2 separate regions of the Sus scrofa genome follow, and region 1 is linked to region 2. A link is a contact called in public HiChIP or PLAC-seq data. All regions are on one chromosome and are shown on one strand. Each heading gives the region's core, a stretch centred on a gene start, on an enhancer-like site or on the middle of the called end of the contact. The rest is flanking DNA. Distances are from core to core; before and after follow the strand shown. Region 1 has its middle 46 kb from the start of THBS2. Region 2 has its middle 28 kb from the start of THBS2.

Region 1 (2,700 bases), core at 199-2,698, 74 kb after region 2:
TCCCGGGGCGGCCCCTGCAGGTGCCCCCCTACCCCCGACATCACAGCCGTGCAGCCCCGCTTCTGCCACCGCCCAGGTGACAAAGCCACCGGGCTTCTTCCCAAACAAGCACGTGCCGCTGGCGTCTTTCCCTGGGAGGCCGGAACCTGTGTCCGTGTTTCCGTCTGTGCCAGAAGGGGCTCCGCGTCAGGACTCGCACCTGCCGCCGCTGCGGGCAAGGCTCATCTGGATCATTCCTTTTAGGAGTCAAAAATCAACCATAATCCGTGAGTCCTGACCAGGTGGGGGCTGCTCGCTCCATCTCAGCCTCTCGCAGAGACCCTGGGGCCTCGCGGGGCTGCACCTGTGCCCCGTCACGAGGGGTCTGGGAGACGGCGGGGGAAGGAGCGTGGCATTGCTGTCGGGGGCAGGACCAGGTTTTCGGCGGTGGTGCCAGCGATTTGGTTTCCAGCTGCCGGCACGTGTCCCGGGTCCCATGTGGCCATCCTGCTCTTTGCTTGTAACACCCCCCTCCCGGGGGAGGGCGCCTGGGGCTCCTTCGCAAGAGCCGCCTAGGAGTTGCCAAGAAAGGTCATGGCCAGTTACAGAGACGCCCCATCTGGAGACGGAGCAGCTCAGACGTGTCCAGAATGTGGCCAGTGTGACCAGCTCGTCCGTCGGGCCGAGCGCTGCTTCTCCTGTGGGGCTGCCCCCGCGCCCCCGGAGCTGCACGGCGCCTTGAGCTCCCACACGGAGCCGAGGGCCCGAGGTGCTGCAGGGTGGCTGGGAGCTCGAGAACACGCTGAGACCATATCTGCACACAACGCATTCTTTCTAGGGCGGGTGAGCATCTGCTGCTCTTGGCTGGGCCCGACCTTCTCCTCTGTGAGATAAATCTTTTGGCGAAAATATTGTTTTTAAAGATTCTCAAGTGTCTGAGTCTTCGTTTCAGCATTAATTAAACTTCATGGAGCCAGAGTCTCTGAAAACTCACATGCTCTTCCCTGGTGAGGCTGCTCCTATTGCGTCGTCCTGTTTAAGTGCGTCTTCCTCCCTGGCGAGGAGGGGAAGGGGCCTTTAAACCAGGGAGCAGGGCTTCAGCCTCAGGCCGGAGCGGAGGCCTGTGGGCGGGGAGCCAGCCGTGAGGCCAGGCCGAGCTCGCCGTGGCTCTTCCCGTAAGAGGCCTGACCTTCCCCCCCGGCCGACGGGGGCTCCAGCTCTTTGCGCTGAGATTGTAGATCTGAGCGTTTTATCAGGCAGACGTGAGGTACTGGTCTGAGTGTTTGCTTTTTCTCTCCATGGAGACCGTGCCAGGAAGGATCTGGCCTGCGGAACGTCATTTAACGACGCAAAGCCAACGAGAAGTGAAAGACGCTATTAAAAATAAAGGCTACTGCAGCGTAGTCACTGAGGAGGAGGCGACCTGCTAGGCTTTTCCGTTCTTGGTTCCTGCGGTTGGCGCCTCCGTTTGTGTAACTGAACAGTGGGCGGGTTTCGTCTTTCATTTCTCTCCCTCTGCTGCATGATTCAGAGGCCTGTCCACATTCTCACCGTCCGCCCAGCTCCCCCGTCGACAGCGGTCCGTCGTGGGAGCGCAGGACGAGGGACGGGGCGGTGGCCCCAAGGCGGGGACAGGGCTGGGGCCCGGCAGGGGTGCGGGCAGGAGGAGGCCGCGCAGGTCCGGTGGCTTGAGGACCCAGGTTCCCGCTGGGCGCTGCCATTCTGCTGAGGGCGGGGCTGGGAAAGGGAACCCGCCTGCTTCCTGCCGCCTTTGTGCTGGAGGGGAGACGCGGCGGGTGCAGGATTGCAGATTCATGTATGTTTATCCTCAAAACCCCACCCGTGTTTCTCCTCTCGTGTAAGAGCCGCTACATAAAACCCGGAGGCCAGCGTGGTTGCTGCCTCGTCTGAGCATCCGCCTGGACCCCTGAAAGCGACTTCCTTTTGCCTTGAAACTCACAGCCTCGCCAGAACGTGTCCTCGTACCGAGCAAAGATACCGTTCTGCTCTCCGGATGCGCAAGCACCCCCGCCCTGTGGGCTCAGGTCCTTCTTTCGGGAAGATCTTCCGATACTTGGCGCCCTCTCGTTTCCCGTGGGTGCTCTGTCTTTTCCAGCTGGAACCTCTGTGCGGATGACGTGCAGGGGGAGTCTGGGCGGCCACAGCCCCACGGACACTCCCCGGCAGCAGAGCCGTGTCGACGGAGGGGACGGCGTGGCCTGGGGAGTCGGGGGCTGGGGGGTAGGGGAGGAACCCAGACCCGGGGGGGGTGCCCCTGGGTTAGGGGCAAGTGGGGGTGACAGGAGCTTGGGTACTTCACGTGGTGGTTCTTAACCGACGGAGAAAAGAGACTCGTTACGTCCACATCGCTACGTACCGCTCGTAACAGTGCCTCGTGGCGCATCTGAAACAAGCAGCAGCGCGAGACAGGTCAGAGCACGATGGCCCAGGGCGTTCAGAGTCTGAGACAGCAGCGTGGAGCCTCCTGGCACGGGCTCTGCGCGACTGCTGTGCCCGCTGCCCAGAACCGCCTTCCCCGTCTCACAGACGCCACCGAGTCACAGTGCAGGTGGCCGGATGAAAGGGTGCAGCCTGGATTTGGCCTCAGTTCTCCTGACCTCAGGGCTGGCGCTCCTGAGGGCTCTGCTGTGCCACCTCCAAGGGCCGCAGGATGTAGTCACTCCCATGAAAGGAGACTGAACGAGCTCTTTCTATTATCTG
Region 2 (2,700 bases), core at 166-2,665:
AAGTCTCTATATTTTAATTGGTATATTTAGGTCATTCACAACTAAAGAAATAAATGATATAGTTGGATTAACATCTGCCATGTTTGCAACTATTTTCTATTCATTGTGCTTGTATTTTGTTTCTCTTTTTCTCTTCTACCTTATCTGCCTTCTGTGGCTTTAATTGAGCACTTTATGGGTTTGTTTTCTCTCCTCTCTTAGAACATTCTTTATGTTTTCTTAATAAACATTTTAGGTGTTGTTTAGAATTTGCAGTGTGAATTCTCAGTGACCCCAAGTCCATCCTCAAATACCCCTTTCCTACTTCACAAACAGTCTCTGAATCTCAGAGCAAATGACGCTCAGTATCTGCCTCCTGTCATTAATTTTCTTTATCCACACACACTGATTCCCAATACGATGTTACTGCTATTGCTTTAAACAAACTGCTGTCTTTTCGACCAGGTAACATGAAAGATAAAGAATTTCATTCTCCCTTAATTTCGTCGTCTTCCAGTGTGCTTCCATTTTCAGACAGATGCAAGTTTCTGGCCTGTTTCAATTCCCTTCTCGCCGAAAGAATGTATGTAAGTTATACTTCAACATATTTTTTTTAAAAAATCAAGTCCACTTCCATGTTGGGGTGACGTCGAGGGGAGATGAGTCAAACAGCCACCATGGAGGGGGTACGGGGAGTCGGAAGGGGGGTTGGGTGCATTGAGTCCCCGCTGTTTTTTCAGCTAAAGAATGGTTCACGTGGTGGCGTGTTTCTGGGTGGCTCTGAAATATGTCTGAGTTAAACACAAGTTCATAAGATGTTTGAAACTGTGGAACTCTTCTCTTTCTGTTTTCCTGTAAGGAAACTCCACCTTAGAAATGGTGTTGGCTCGAGTGCAGAAACTACTTAAACTCTGAGAAATTCATGGGAGCAAATATTACACTTTGTTCTGAGATTCTGATTCAGTCCACCTAATTCTAATTATCCTGCGATGAATGAATTAAAACCATCTGATTGAGTCATGTTTGTAAAATGCTCTCATTAGTAACTCCTCTGAATGTTTTGATTGTTTCTTTTTATAATCATCTGGTCATGTGGCCCCTTTTAAAGCTTAAATGTCAAACATAGACGTCAGTGGAGTCACGTGAAAGATTCGACATGTGCCATCGTCATGCGTCCCGTTCGGAAACGTCTCATTAGACTGTCCTCGGTGGGCTCCTGCTCGAGAGGCTGCGCGTGGTTTCAGTTATTTGCTGCAGAACGCAAGCCTATAAAATATAAAACTATGATGAAATGGAAAGAATGTTTTGAGGCAGCTACAGACAAAACCCTGCCGTCGGGATGAAAGGCTGGATGAGTCACGTAGCCGGGGAGATGTGATCACCCCGGCCAAGCCAGGCGACCGCGTCTGCGAGGCCGATTGCTCAACCGGGACGCCTCCCCACTGGCCCAGAGGCCCCGGGTCACATGGCGGGGCAGGACCCTGGGCAGGCAGGCGCCGCACGTGTCCTAACGGGATGGGCCGAGCTCCCCAGCGGCAGAGAGCCAGCGCCCCCAGGGATGCTCGGCCTGGCCGACTTTGCTCCCGAGGAGCTGTCCCCAGAGGAGGTGTGGCGTGTGCGCCTGGGCCGCGAGGGGCAGGCCGGAGCCAGACACACGGTGGTCTCTGGGGCGGGGGTCAGTGCCGCTTTCATTCAGGCCTCTGGGGTCCATGGCCTCCAGGAGGAAGTGGAAGGTCATGGGGGGTCGAGGAGGCGTGTTCGGGATGACGCCAGGCATTCATGCCTTCAGCGCTCACCCCCTGCTGCAAACAGCAAGGGTTTAGAAACAGTGAAAACCGAGGGAGACAAAGGAAGCAGCAGAGCCCAGAGCTTCCCAGTGAGATGGTCACAGCAGGGCCCCCTGCTGGCCGGGGCGGAGGGGGGGCGGGGGTGCCTGGGGCAGAACCGGTGTGGACATGGGGGGAGGGAAGGCCCAGGTCACGGTTCCTACTGATGGGACGTGGGCCTGTCCTGTTCTCCCGCCACCTCAGCTGAACACTTGCCCTGGAGTCTGGCCCTCTGCCCATTCTTGCTGCACTTGGTCTGCACAGGGCCCAGCACCCGGCGGGGTCAGCTTTCTCGGGACAAAAGCCACCAGCCCCCGCTGTGTTAAGTTCATGGTCACGGGGGTAGAAGGGGCAGCCACGGGACTGCAGCATGGCGTCCCATGGCCGGTACCGGGGCAGGTGACCCCTGGAACCGGTGAGTCATTCTCGAAGTGGCCCCAGGGCGTGTGGGCCCCGGGCAGGAGCAGACGCTGTGGGATAAACCAAGTGGTGGCTTGGAACCTTCGACGCGCACGCTGAGCAGCATGAAAGGTCCGCGAGATCCAGGACCTGGCCGACGGGAGGCTGCCCTCAGCCCCTGAGCCCCGAGCAGCTTAGGGGCCGTGGTGTCAGGTGAGCCCAGTCATTGCGGCCGGAGTCCCAGAGCAGTGAGCTGGGAGCTGAGTTTCCAAGGACGAGTGTGTGGGGACAGGCCAGCAACTCCGGAGAGAAGAGCACGTGTAGGACACGGACATGGGCCCAGGGCGGGTGCCCTTGACCCCACCCCACGTGCTGAACAGAGGCGGCCGTGCTGGGCGGGGGACCGGGTCCCCGAGTGCTCAGCGGCGGGGGGACTCCTCCGTGGGCCAGCAGACAGCCCTTTTGGTGGGAGGGTCGGAGGAGACGGAGGCCCTAT

Evidence for each region. HiChIP or PLAC-seq counts read pairs in DNA pulled down with a chosen protein or histone mark.
Region 1: an H3K27ac HiChIP or PLAC-seq map of alveolar macrophages shows a contact between it and region 2. The contact joins two enhancer-like sites. A contact is called at or near these places in 1 of 47 Hi-C or Micro-C datasets (fibroblasts) and 1 of 2 datasets of contacts at active chromatin or transcription factors (alveolar macrophages).

What each region holds. Positions count from the first base shown.
Region 1 is chr1:898,898-901,597 of Sscrofa11.1, forward strand. No RefSeq gene overlaps it. Among named protein-coding and RNA genes, the nearest start is that of THBS2, 46 kb to the left of the region's middle. Within about 2 kb of position 1,449, at least 43 of the 83 cell types and tissues checked have an H3K27ac peak or open chromatin away from gene starts, as enhancers often do. A contact at or near this core is called in alveolar macrophages, where this site is marked.
Region 2 is chr1:824,931-827,630 of Sscrofa11.1, forward strand. No RefSeq gene overlaps it. Among named protein-coding and RNA genes, the nearest start is that of THBS2, 28 kb to the right of the region's middle. Within about 2 kb of position 1,416, at least 21 of the 83 cell types and tissues checked have an H3K27ac peak or open chromatin away from gene starts, as enhancers often do. A contact at or near this core is called in alveolar macrophages, where this site is marked.